Regions from separate parts of the Mus musculus genome. Here all the other regions are linked to region 1. A link is a contact called in public Hi-C data. All regions are on one chromosome and are shown on one strand. The core of a region is the stretch at or near the end of the contact, and the rest is flanking DNA. Distances in the headings are between cores, read along the strand shown.

What was found. Hi-C and Micro-C count contacts between places; a contact is called where the count stands out from the background.
Region 2: a Hi-C map of cortical neurons shows a contact between it and region 1, with 3 times the contacts expected there. The contact joins two enhancer-like sites. A contact is called at or near these places in 3 of 484 Hi-C or Micro-C datasets (cortical neurons and ventral hippocampal neurons).
Region 3: a Hi-C map of cortical neurons shows a contact between it and region 1, with 2.6 times the contacts expected there. The contact joins two enhancer-like sites. A contact is called at or near these places in 1 of 15 datasets of contacts at CTCF or cohesin (pro-B cells), 8 of 484 Hi-C or Micro-C datasets (the HPC-7 cell line, brain, cerebral cortex and 3 more), 1 of 115 datasets of contacts at active chromatin or transcription factors (bone marrow-derived dendritic cells) and 1 of 9 other capture datasets (embryonic tail).

The regions. Positions count from the first base shown.
Region 1 is chr11:26,488,758-26,491,915 of GRCm38.p6, reverse strand. Vrk2 (vaccinia related kinase 2) reads left to right here. Exons shown (of 13, transcript NM_027260.3): 9 at 2,023-2,143. Among named protein-coding and RNA genes, the nearest start is that of Fancl, 100 kb to the right of the region's middle. RefSeq lists an enhancer at 183-2,828. Within about 2 kb of position 1,640, at least 52 of the 459 cell types and tissues checked have an H3K27ac peak or open chromatin away from gene starts, as enhancers often do. A contact at or near this core is called in cortical neurons, where this site is marked.
Region 2 is chr11:26,072,520-26,075,677 of GRCm38.p6, reverse strand. All of the region lies in intron 1 of 5730522E02Rik (RIKEN cDNA 5730522E02 gene), which reads left to right. Among named protein-coding and RNA genes, the nearest start is that of Mir6372, 130 kb to the left of the region's middle. Within about 2 kb of position 1,572, at least 11 of the 459 cell types and tissues checked have an H3K27ac peak or open chromatin away from gene starts, as enhancers often do. A contact at or near this core is called in cortical neurons, where this site is marked.
Region 3 is chr11:26,772,144-26,775,301 of GRCm38.p6, reverse strand. No RefSeq gene overlaps it. Among named protein-coding and RNA genes, the nearest start is that of Vrk2, 180 kb to the right of the region's middle. RefSeq lists an enhancer at 1,289-3,158. Within about 2 kb of position 1,646, at least 9 of the 459 cell types and tissues checked have an H3K27ac peak or open chromatin away from gene starts, as enhancers often do. A contact at or near this core is called in cortical neurons, where this site is marked.

The DNA of each region.
Region 1 (3,158 bases), core at 391-2,890:
ATATGCCCCAGTAGAAGGGAGTGCCAGGGCCAGGAAGCAGGAGTGGGTGGGTTGGGAAGCAGGGTAGGGGGAGAGTATAGGGTACTTTTGGAGAGGAAACTAGGAAAGGAGATAACATTTGAAATGTAAATAAAGAAAATATCTAATAAAATTTTTTTAAAATGCTTGCTTACCATACTCATTAACGGAGCATATATAGTGAAAGACTGAAAATTTGATAATATATTTAATTAGATAAGACTGAACTATAATAGTGAAGTGAACTTGGCTCTCAAAGGCCTATTTTACATGAAGACCAGTTTATGAAATATTGATTTCAGCTGTGTCCCTCAGCTGGAGGTAGCTAGAGTTCCTGGGAAGTTTCATTCCACATTCATTCATTCACATTGGTTTGTTTTTCTCTCCTCTTGTGTGTAGCCAGTATCTCGCAAACGTGTGTCAGAATATCCTTTTTGAGCAGTAAAGGTTGTGATTAGGAATTCCTGTAATAGAAAAAGAACTTGTGCACACATCTGTACAAATGGAGCCATTCTATTAATGGGAGATTTTTTCACAGAAGAAATCATTGCATAACAGCATGGTAGAGATTGTGTTTCTATTTTAATACTAGAGCCAAATCCTGCATTAAGAAATATTGAAGTCCAACCACAAAACATACAGCACCCATGGGCCTGGCCTTCTACTGGATTGAAGGTCCTTTAATAACTCAGTACTCAAATAGCAGTTAAGATGAGAATGTGTAAGGGTAACCATATGCTGTGCTTTTATAACAATCAGAGTAGCTACAACATATAGCACCTTTAAAACTATGTATGGTGACCTAGAGTAGCTACACATGTGGTGGCACAATTGTTCTTAGTAGATGCTTCTATAAATTAAAGACCTAGTTCACTCAGTGACTTTTTAGAGTTTACTTCATTAAGGACAATGAAATGGAATACCTGTTTACAACAGCTTTAACAGCCACATATTGCTCAGGATATTATATATCCCTGCACAGATGAACATTCAAGTAGTAGAATAAATATAAATACCACCTTATTGTTTTTATAACAGCTTGGAATGCTGATAAAATGACTTTATTTTATAGGCGTGTTAGTCATTAATTCAATGACTTATTACCAAGCGTCAGTTGAATTTAACAAGTCTTAGTTCTCACTGCCTTTTGATATAAGGTACTTGAGAAAAAAAAATATGTCAAAATGAGATGAAATTAGTCCACAGTATTTAAGAGTTTGTTAATTATGATATTTACTGGGATCTGATCATGTTCTTTTACTATGTTTTAATAAAAGCCATCTTACAATAAGTCTCTATTTTACTTCAGAACTTCCTTCTCCACCATACCTCTGGACCACATTCCCCTCATGCTTGCCTCACCTCTGGCTTTCAGATTTAAGACTAGTAGTTTTGTGCAGAGCTTCTCGTATCTGAAGATATGGGAAGCACTTGGGAGCTGTGTGCCCATGGTTGTGGTTCTTCCACAGAACTGCATCTTCTTGGGCCTGGTTTTAAAGACTGCACACTAGATGGCAGTTTTGTCATATTCTTCTGGCTTCAAGTGCAACCACTGGTGTGACAGAATAGGAAAGACCTTCAGTGTTTAGTCTGCACTCAGAGGGTCTCTGCGTGACCGCGGCAAACCCCATGGACTTCCTTGAACATGTGTTAGCAATTTAGCTGCAGACATTTATTTCTTTGTTTTACTGCTTGGCTCTTTGAGAAAGTGTTGGTGCCGGGTTATGGGTTGTCTGGATCATGTCAGAGGCCATGGGATCAAGTTCATATGACAGGCTAGACTAAGGAAAGATGAAGTTGGAGGAGGTGAAGAAACTGACCCTTACTTCAGCAGCCAGTCGCTGCCTGTCTGTGGACCGAGGCCAGAGACCCAGACAGTTAATGTTACTCCAGCTGAGTAAACATGACGCTCTACCCATTTGGCCTTTGCATATTTCGTCAATGGGAGCTCACTCAAAGATTTCTCTATTTCTCACGAGCTTTCTCATCCTCCCCTTTCTGCAGCCCCGTCCAGGAGGAGTGATGTTGAAATCCTTGGTTACTGCATGCTGCACTGGCTCTTCGGGAAGCTTCCTTGGGAAGCAAAGCTGGACGACCCTGTGGCTGTCCAGACTGCTAAAACCAAGTAGGTATTCTCCAACCCCCTGCCCCTTTATGCAGTAGGACCGACAGCAGGGACTAGAAAAGACAGAGAGAATGGCCCCTTGGCACCAGTGAAAATAAACTAATGTCGTCAGCTTGAAAAATACTTTTTAAAAACCAGAATCACGAAGACATAAAAATATCTGTACTTGATAATTTTACAGTGCAGATGTAAAATAAAACATCAGTTTCCAGACAAGCTGTTTTCTGGCACTTAGATCCTATGGTGGTGTGTACAAGATGGACTGTTTGTAAATTAGTGTGGGCCTGGGTATGGAAGCAGTCTGGTTTTGGTGTGATCGGTATCTACTGTGCAGAGGAGCAGGGTGAGGTGGGAGAGGGGGCTTGTGTTTCTCAGGGGAGAACAGCATACCTCATACTCCTGTCTCCAAAAGCATATCTTTTTTCTTTTTTGAAGTAGAAACAAAGAAAACTTTTACATGAGCTGTTTATATGAAACATACTTGCAGCCACATAAATCTTACAAATATAGACTACATTCAAAGTTTATTACCTTGATGCTGTTAGCACAAGGAGGTCAGTTTTAGAACAAAGTGCGTTTTACAAGTCTCTCACTGGTCAGCTGGTCCAAGGTACAGAGTGGGCAGCTTTTCCTCACATTCTAAGGTAAACTGAAATAGTTATCTATGGAGAGATTGCTGTGCACTGGAGTTTTAGGAAAACATATAATAAAAATAGACACCAAGGGCAGCTCAGCCAGATAAGTCAATCTTCAGATGTAAATGTTGTTTTGGACTGGGTCTTACTCTGTAGCCCATGATGGCTTCAACCTCATGATTCCCTTCTCAGCCTCGCAAGTGCTTGGATTAGAGATGCAGCCACCACACTTAGATTCACTGTAGGATCTGTGCCCAAGACAGAAGGTTTGGACTAAAGGCTAGAAATGACAGATCTCTACAAACTGACATGTACAGTTCTTGTGCTTGAAATCTTGAACACCCTAGTCCCTGACACATTTGTGCAAGTTGAGACTCTGA
Region 2 (3,158 bases), core at 323-2,822, 420 kb after region 1:
GGCAAAGTGTTTGATCTCCTTGAGAAGCATTAAAAGAAGGCCCAGTGCATTAAATAAAAATATCAGCTCTCTGTGTAATCACAAAAGTTAATACGGTCACTTAAGAAAAAGGTCTAATTGGTGTCCTAAAGGGAAACCTACTAGGCTATGTAAAGTAGCTATTATAAAAATGTTTAGCCTTCAGAGTGTATTTCAGACAGTATTTTTGTTGCCAGGTTTGTCAGCCAAAAATTCACTAAGCAGATTTGTTAGGGGCCATAATCTCTAAAACAGACATTGGCATAGGGATTAAAGATCAAGAAAATTATATACGTTTTGTATTCATATGCCAAGATTCCTTTTTCAAATAAGTTTATTTTGTGTGGGATTTAACCAGAAACATGGCTATCTTTGTTTGGTATTTAAGGCAATAGCATTTCCTGTGAAGGAATTAAAAAATAAAAATAAAATAAAAAAAATGACAGTGTTCCATTCACAGATTTAGGGTGGTTGTGGACTAGGCCAAGCTGTCTTGACATCTCCCTTTCTGACAGTCTTCAATGTAATGCTCTCTAAGGATGCTCATCTCTAAAATGCTATGATCTAGATCTAGTCTGGGTGATAGATCCCAGATGCAGCAAGAAAAAGTTCCCTTCGCTGTGATAATATAGTCTTCAGTGTTCAATAGAAGGACTGGTTGCTTTCCTCAACCAGTTGTTAGAAAATGCTAGAAAAAGTAGGAAAATGCAGTCTGGATTCTCATTAACTCATATATGGAATGCTTTCCCCCAAACTGTGGAGAGTTCTGGGAGGTGGGCAGGGTCATTTGCGAGAGCTATATAGAATAACACTTGACTTCTTTACACTTTTAAGATGAGTGTGGATGAAACCTATGGTAATAATTCATAACTTCAACAATACGTTAACAGAGAAAGCCTAGCCCTATAGATAACCAACCACAGGATACCAAAAATTAATTTACTTAGATGGAAAGGGAGTCATACATGATTTGTACAGGAACCTTCAAAGGCACTTATACTAAAGCGTTTCTGAGCCACTTTTAAATTATATCTTCATCACACAAATGAAATCTCGCATGGAGAACCGCTGACTGTGAGAAGTGGCCAGCCATCTTCCCGGGCTTTATTCAGACTTCACATCCAATCACAGGGGCAGACATAAATACATCACAGTGCTTCTGCAAAGGCTCCCAAGGTATCTATATAAAGACAGACTGCCAGAGGTCCTCCCGAAGAGATTGCTTTCCCTCCATCTCTCCTTTTCATTTTGCAATCACTATATTAACTCTGAGATCTATCTCTTAAAAAGAATTTGGAAACAAATTATAGGCCCCTTTCTGGCTGCAGGTATAATTTTCCATATTTTCTTGAGACAGATTCTTAACACACTGAAGAAATTGTTACTAAATGGGAACTCTGGGAAGTATCTGAACTGAGCTGAGGCTTCGACATCGGAATTCCACCCAGAGAGCAGATTTCCAATCCTGTGGCATCCAGGGACTTCTGTCTCAGCTTTGCATTCTGTTCAGTACAACAGAGAGGCAAAGAACGTGCCTGCTGGCCGTGTTCATGCTCACATAGACACTAGGGGGTGTCCAAGGACCAAACGTAGTCCTCTTTCCCTTCAGTCTTGTCTCCTCAGTGCTCAGAGGTCCAGCTAACTTAAAACACAGGAACTACAGGAAAAATCTATCCAATTAATTCCTGTTTTCTGCCAAAATGCATGATGTGGGGTCAGTCTCCTCATGAGTCCTGATCCCCCTGGTCCTCTGGCAGCAACTGTAATCTCAGGGTTTTGAATCCTAGGCTATCCCATGATAAGCCACAGGTACCAAGGCGTGGGGTACAAGCTGTTTACCTGTGTTTGCCTGAAGTGTTGTGTTGTGGAAGTTAATTTCAGTTTAGGTCTGCCCACAGTGCACTATGGCAGGGGGGAGACGGCAACAAGGCAGGTCTCTGCCCTCTCATTTTCCTGTGGTTCCGATGGCTTTTTAATGTAGATTATTTGTTGATTACTTCTTATTAGCCAACATTTGCTTTTGCTACTGAGGACATCTTTAGGACTTTGGTCTTGGGCTTCTTTATGAATACCTATTACTTCTTAATTATGATGATCTAATAAGATACGTCTTTCATTTTCATCTGCCATCTCTCTTCCCCTGTGATTCTTTTCCCTTTACTATTGGTCCCCAAGGGCATGTTACAGGCTCGTTTTCTTTATTGTTCCCATATTCCTCCACCCCTCCTGGTGAATTAAAAAAATAAATAGAATGCATTTTAAGGATGACAACAGTAATAATAAAGCCAGGAAATGCTTTCCAGCTAAATGCACTCATTTGAGGGCCTATTGAAAATAGTGTAAACCTAATTGAAGTAGTCAACCCCTCCCATACAGGTCAGGCTACACGCTATTAAAATGAAGGTAAGACAAAGCTGGTGACATTTCTGCATTTTCCAGTCTCACTTTTCCTGAGACATATCAATAGTATTGACAATATTATTGCGTTGTGCTTCTTAGTGACCTGAGCTGATATATTGTGGGCCAGGATAATTCTTTCTAAATGAAACCTTGTCGAATTCTTTACCGAAACAGCAAAAGGGAAATAATCATGATTCAATGTGTAGGAACTGAATATCAAAATTGTATCATTTGATGATCCAATAACACCAATCATTTAGCTTATATGGACACTCAATGCCCTCCAACTGTAGCTGTGAAAGGTTTAAGTATATTTCATAAATATGGGGGATTATGGAAATAACCCAAGAAATGTCTTTTGTGAAATGACCAAGGTGGTTGCATCTGTGAAGAAGGATCTCATATTTATTGCATTACAGCTTATGCAAGCTCATCAAGAGTTATTCCTTGGTCCAAGGCTCTTAGTGAAGTTCTGTGAGATGGAACTGCCGATCACATTTGATGGCAAAGCACTAGCAGCTGGGAAACTGCTCTTTCTCTCCCCTCTCATTTCCCAAACAATGTTTGCACTGATTAATACTATGCAACAAGACATGACGCAGAGATTGTGTTGGCATTGTATTCTGATGACCCCACACATTGTGTGCGCTCTGTGGTTCCTTTTGCTGTTCATAGTTATATGGGTTTATCAGAAATTACATGTCAGGCTCCCGATGAGTGTAATTGTATACTGATTGTGT
Region 3 (3,158 bases), core at 397-2,896, 280 kb before region 1:
TTGCCTCTTTTACAGACTTTCCCTCAGAAAGATACACTATCATCCCCACTTTCAGAGTCTACCACTCTTTGCTTGGAAAAGTCTTCTCTCTTTCCGATCCAATAGGTCTTGACCATGATGGTAGATGAAATGACAGAGCAAGATTGGGGCTGGTTTCTATATCAGGATTGTGCTAACTTGTATGTTTAGAGCTTTGCCCTTTGGACTCAGAAAGCAAACTCTCTCCTACTCTTTACTCTTCTATTGAGTTAAATACTTCTCAGATATCTATTAAACTCCATGATCATGCCTTAAAGTCTATGAAGCCAAATAAAGTTCCATGTTCCTGACTTTCCATAGTAAAATATAATGTGGAGTAATATATATTTAAGACCATTTCAATTTATCCAATGCCTTTCTAAATCAATATTGTGCTAAAATAACATTGGCCTATAAGAATTAATGTCTTATTTATATTACCAACCTGGGATAAAGTTTTACTTCAAAAATATAAAAATATATATGTGATTTAATTCATCATGACTGGTTTTCATTTGTTTGCAATAAATCTTGGATAAAGCCAGTTGGATTAATGGAATTGTTGGTATGCTGCAGATTCTGTCCAAAGTGGAGCAGAAAGGAAGAGAGCTTAAATTTATGTCACAAATTGTTTTACATACAAAATAAGAGTAAAGGAAAAAGAACTGAAAGGAAAGACATCATTTGTTCTTCGAATTACTTTCTCCAAGTATATAAAAATAGAAGAAATATTGCCCTTTGTTTGTAACGCTGGAAAGAGTTCAAGGGCACTTTATGAAAGGAACTTTTGACTTCTGAGTAGTAACAATTTCTGAATCTGGAAGCAATTGTTAGTCACTCTTTCAAATTGTAGACTGGAGCAGTGATTTTCAGAGTATATCTCTTCCTTCAGCTCGGTATGCATATTCTAGATCTAAACGTCTCTTGTAAACAAATATACATAGAATTTCATATGGCAAAAAGTACAAGATATAAAAATACACTCATAACTGGAAGCACAAACGTCTGCTTCTAGAAACTCTGAAGGACTGAGCAAGGTTATACTTTTCCTTAGCGTATTCTTCATCTTTTTTCCATTTTTCTTAGCTGGAATGCAGCTAGGTGCTACAGTGTCAAGGAATGGAGTTGTCTTTCATTTGGATATAATATATTAATGGCAAAATATTAATCCATTCATCACCTTAAAACAAGTCAGTAAATTTTGGGAAAAAAACAAATCAGTATCTCCTTTAGTAACAGAAATCACATGTCTTTTGTAAAGGAGCTATTATCTCCATGGGTTTCTCAGCTGAAGTTAAGAATCTAAAAATGATTTTCATCCACTTCTCATTAATATGCAAAAATATTCAAATTAGATAGTAATTAACCATCTACTCAGTAGAAAACCTTTCCATGATAATTTATGATAAACTCAGTTGCTGCTTTGATTGAGATTGATTTTTTTTGGTGTTAGGAATCTATCATGAATACAAAAAAGCACCTGAAAAAATATTTTTAAACACCTAACTTACTGCTCATCTAATTACATAGTAGCCATGTCCACAGAAACACATGTGCAGCTGAGGTTGTGGTAAATCGTATTCCAGAGCACAGCTTCTTCGGATGACTCAGTCTAGCTGACTCCTATTGTTTAGGGCTTTATCATTGTTTAATTCCATTCAGCCAACTGTCACAGTCTAGATGTGACTGCCTAACTAATGCAGAATTTCAATACAAAAGAGCCATGGCCATCTTCACATATTCACAAGATGAATTGATTTCACAGGCTACTTTGCTCTAGGGGCTTAGTCATGATTTGTAAACAGACTTCAGCTTTACTTTCTGCACATGGAAAACAGACCTCAGTAGTTGGTGATGAAAGGATTCTTGTGTGCTTGTCAGGCCAGGGAAAGTCATTTTCATTCTCCACAACAAAAGCTGGAGTTGAGTATCAGTGACCATAGGGTATGCAACTAGATCTGAACACTGAAGACTGCTATTCAAAACGTTGCTCCCTGCAAGTAACAAAACCATGGGGACACAGTTAGTAACCTCCTGTTAGCATGGTTTCAATATACACAAAAGAAAACACCTACTACTTTCAGTACCTACTTGGTTACACAGATCAACTCTGGGTGAGAATTCCTGGGGCAGCAGATAAAAAGGAAATGCTGGCTCTGCCCAGCTGCCCATGGATGCCTCAGTCATCCACTTAAAAGCATGTTATTGCAGGAGCAGAACAGTTCACCAGCTACTTTTTCCTTCTTTCCTCTTTTTTTTCAAGCTTTCACCTTAGCTTGTATTTGTATGCGATAAAATTTTGATACTATTTCATTTGTTCTCTGACAAGCACAATGGAATTTACGTTTGTCATTTTTCAGACTGACTTGGAGGCCTGAGTCATGTGGTTATTGACAAGTTAATCAGTCACCCTGAGGAACAGGGGTTGTTCTTTCTGCTTTTCTTTTTCACTCACTTGAGTTTCCAAATATCTCTCAAAAATGACCTACAGCAGATCCATCAGGTGCTCTACCGTCTGTCAGTTCTTCCTTGGTACTATTGTGTCTGTCTCTGTGGAAGACATTTAGACATTTCCCTTTAAAAGGAACTGACGAGAAAATTCTCTCTCTCTCTCTCTCTCTCTCTCAATCTCTTTCTCTCTCAATCTCTCTCTCTCTCTCTCTCTCTCTCTCTCTCTCTCTCTCTCTCTCTCTCACACGCACACACACACACCACACACACACACACACAAGCACACACTCCATACCTGTAATTCCCAAGAATTCCCTAGAACCAAGCAGTTGATCTCCAACCCCTGCAAGATTACATTGTATCTTCAGGGAATGGGGCAAAGGGGGAATGATACCCTTAAGTGGCTGGTCTTGGGAATTTCCTGACAAGGTGAAATATAGGGTAATTAGTAAGTAACCTGAAAACATTGTTCTGCATCTTCCCAGCAATGTCTGAGAAGGGTAATTATAGAGTCATGTGCATGAACCTAAACAAAGAAGAAAATGGGCATGAAAAATAAGCCAAACCTTAGAATGTTTTGGAACCTGAGACTGGAAAGGTGTCTTTACAAAACTGAGATTATAAAATGATTGGAAATTTCAAGACCCTGCCAGTTGCCATAGGGTACAGTCAGTTCCTAGCATAGATAA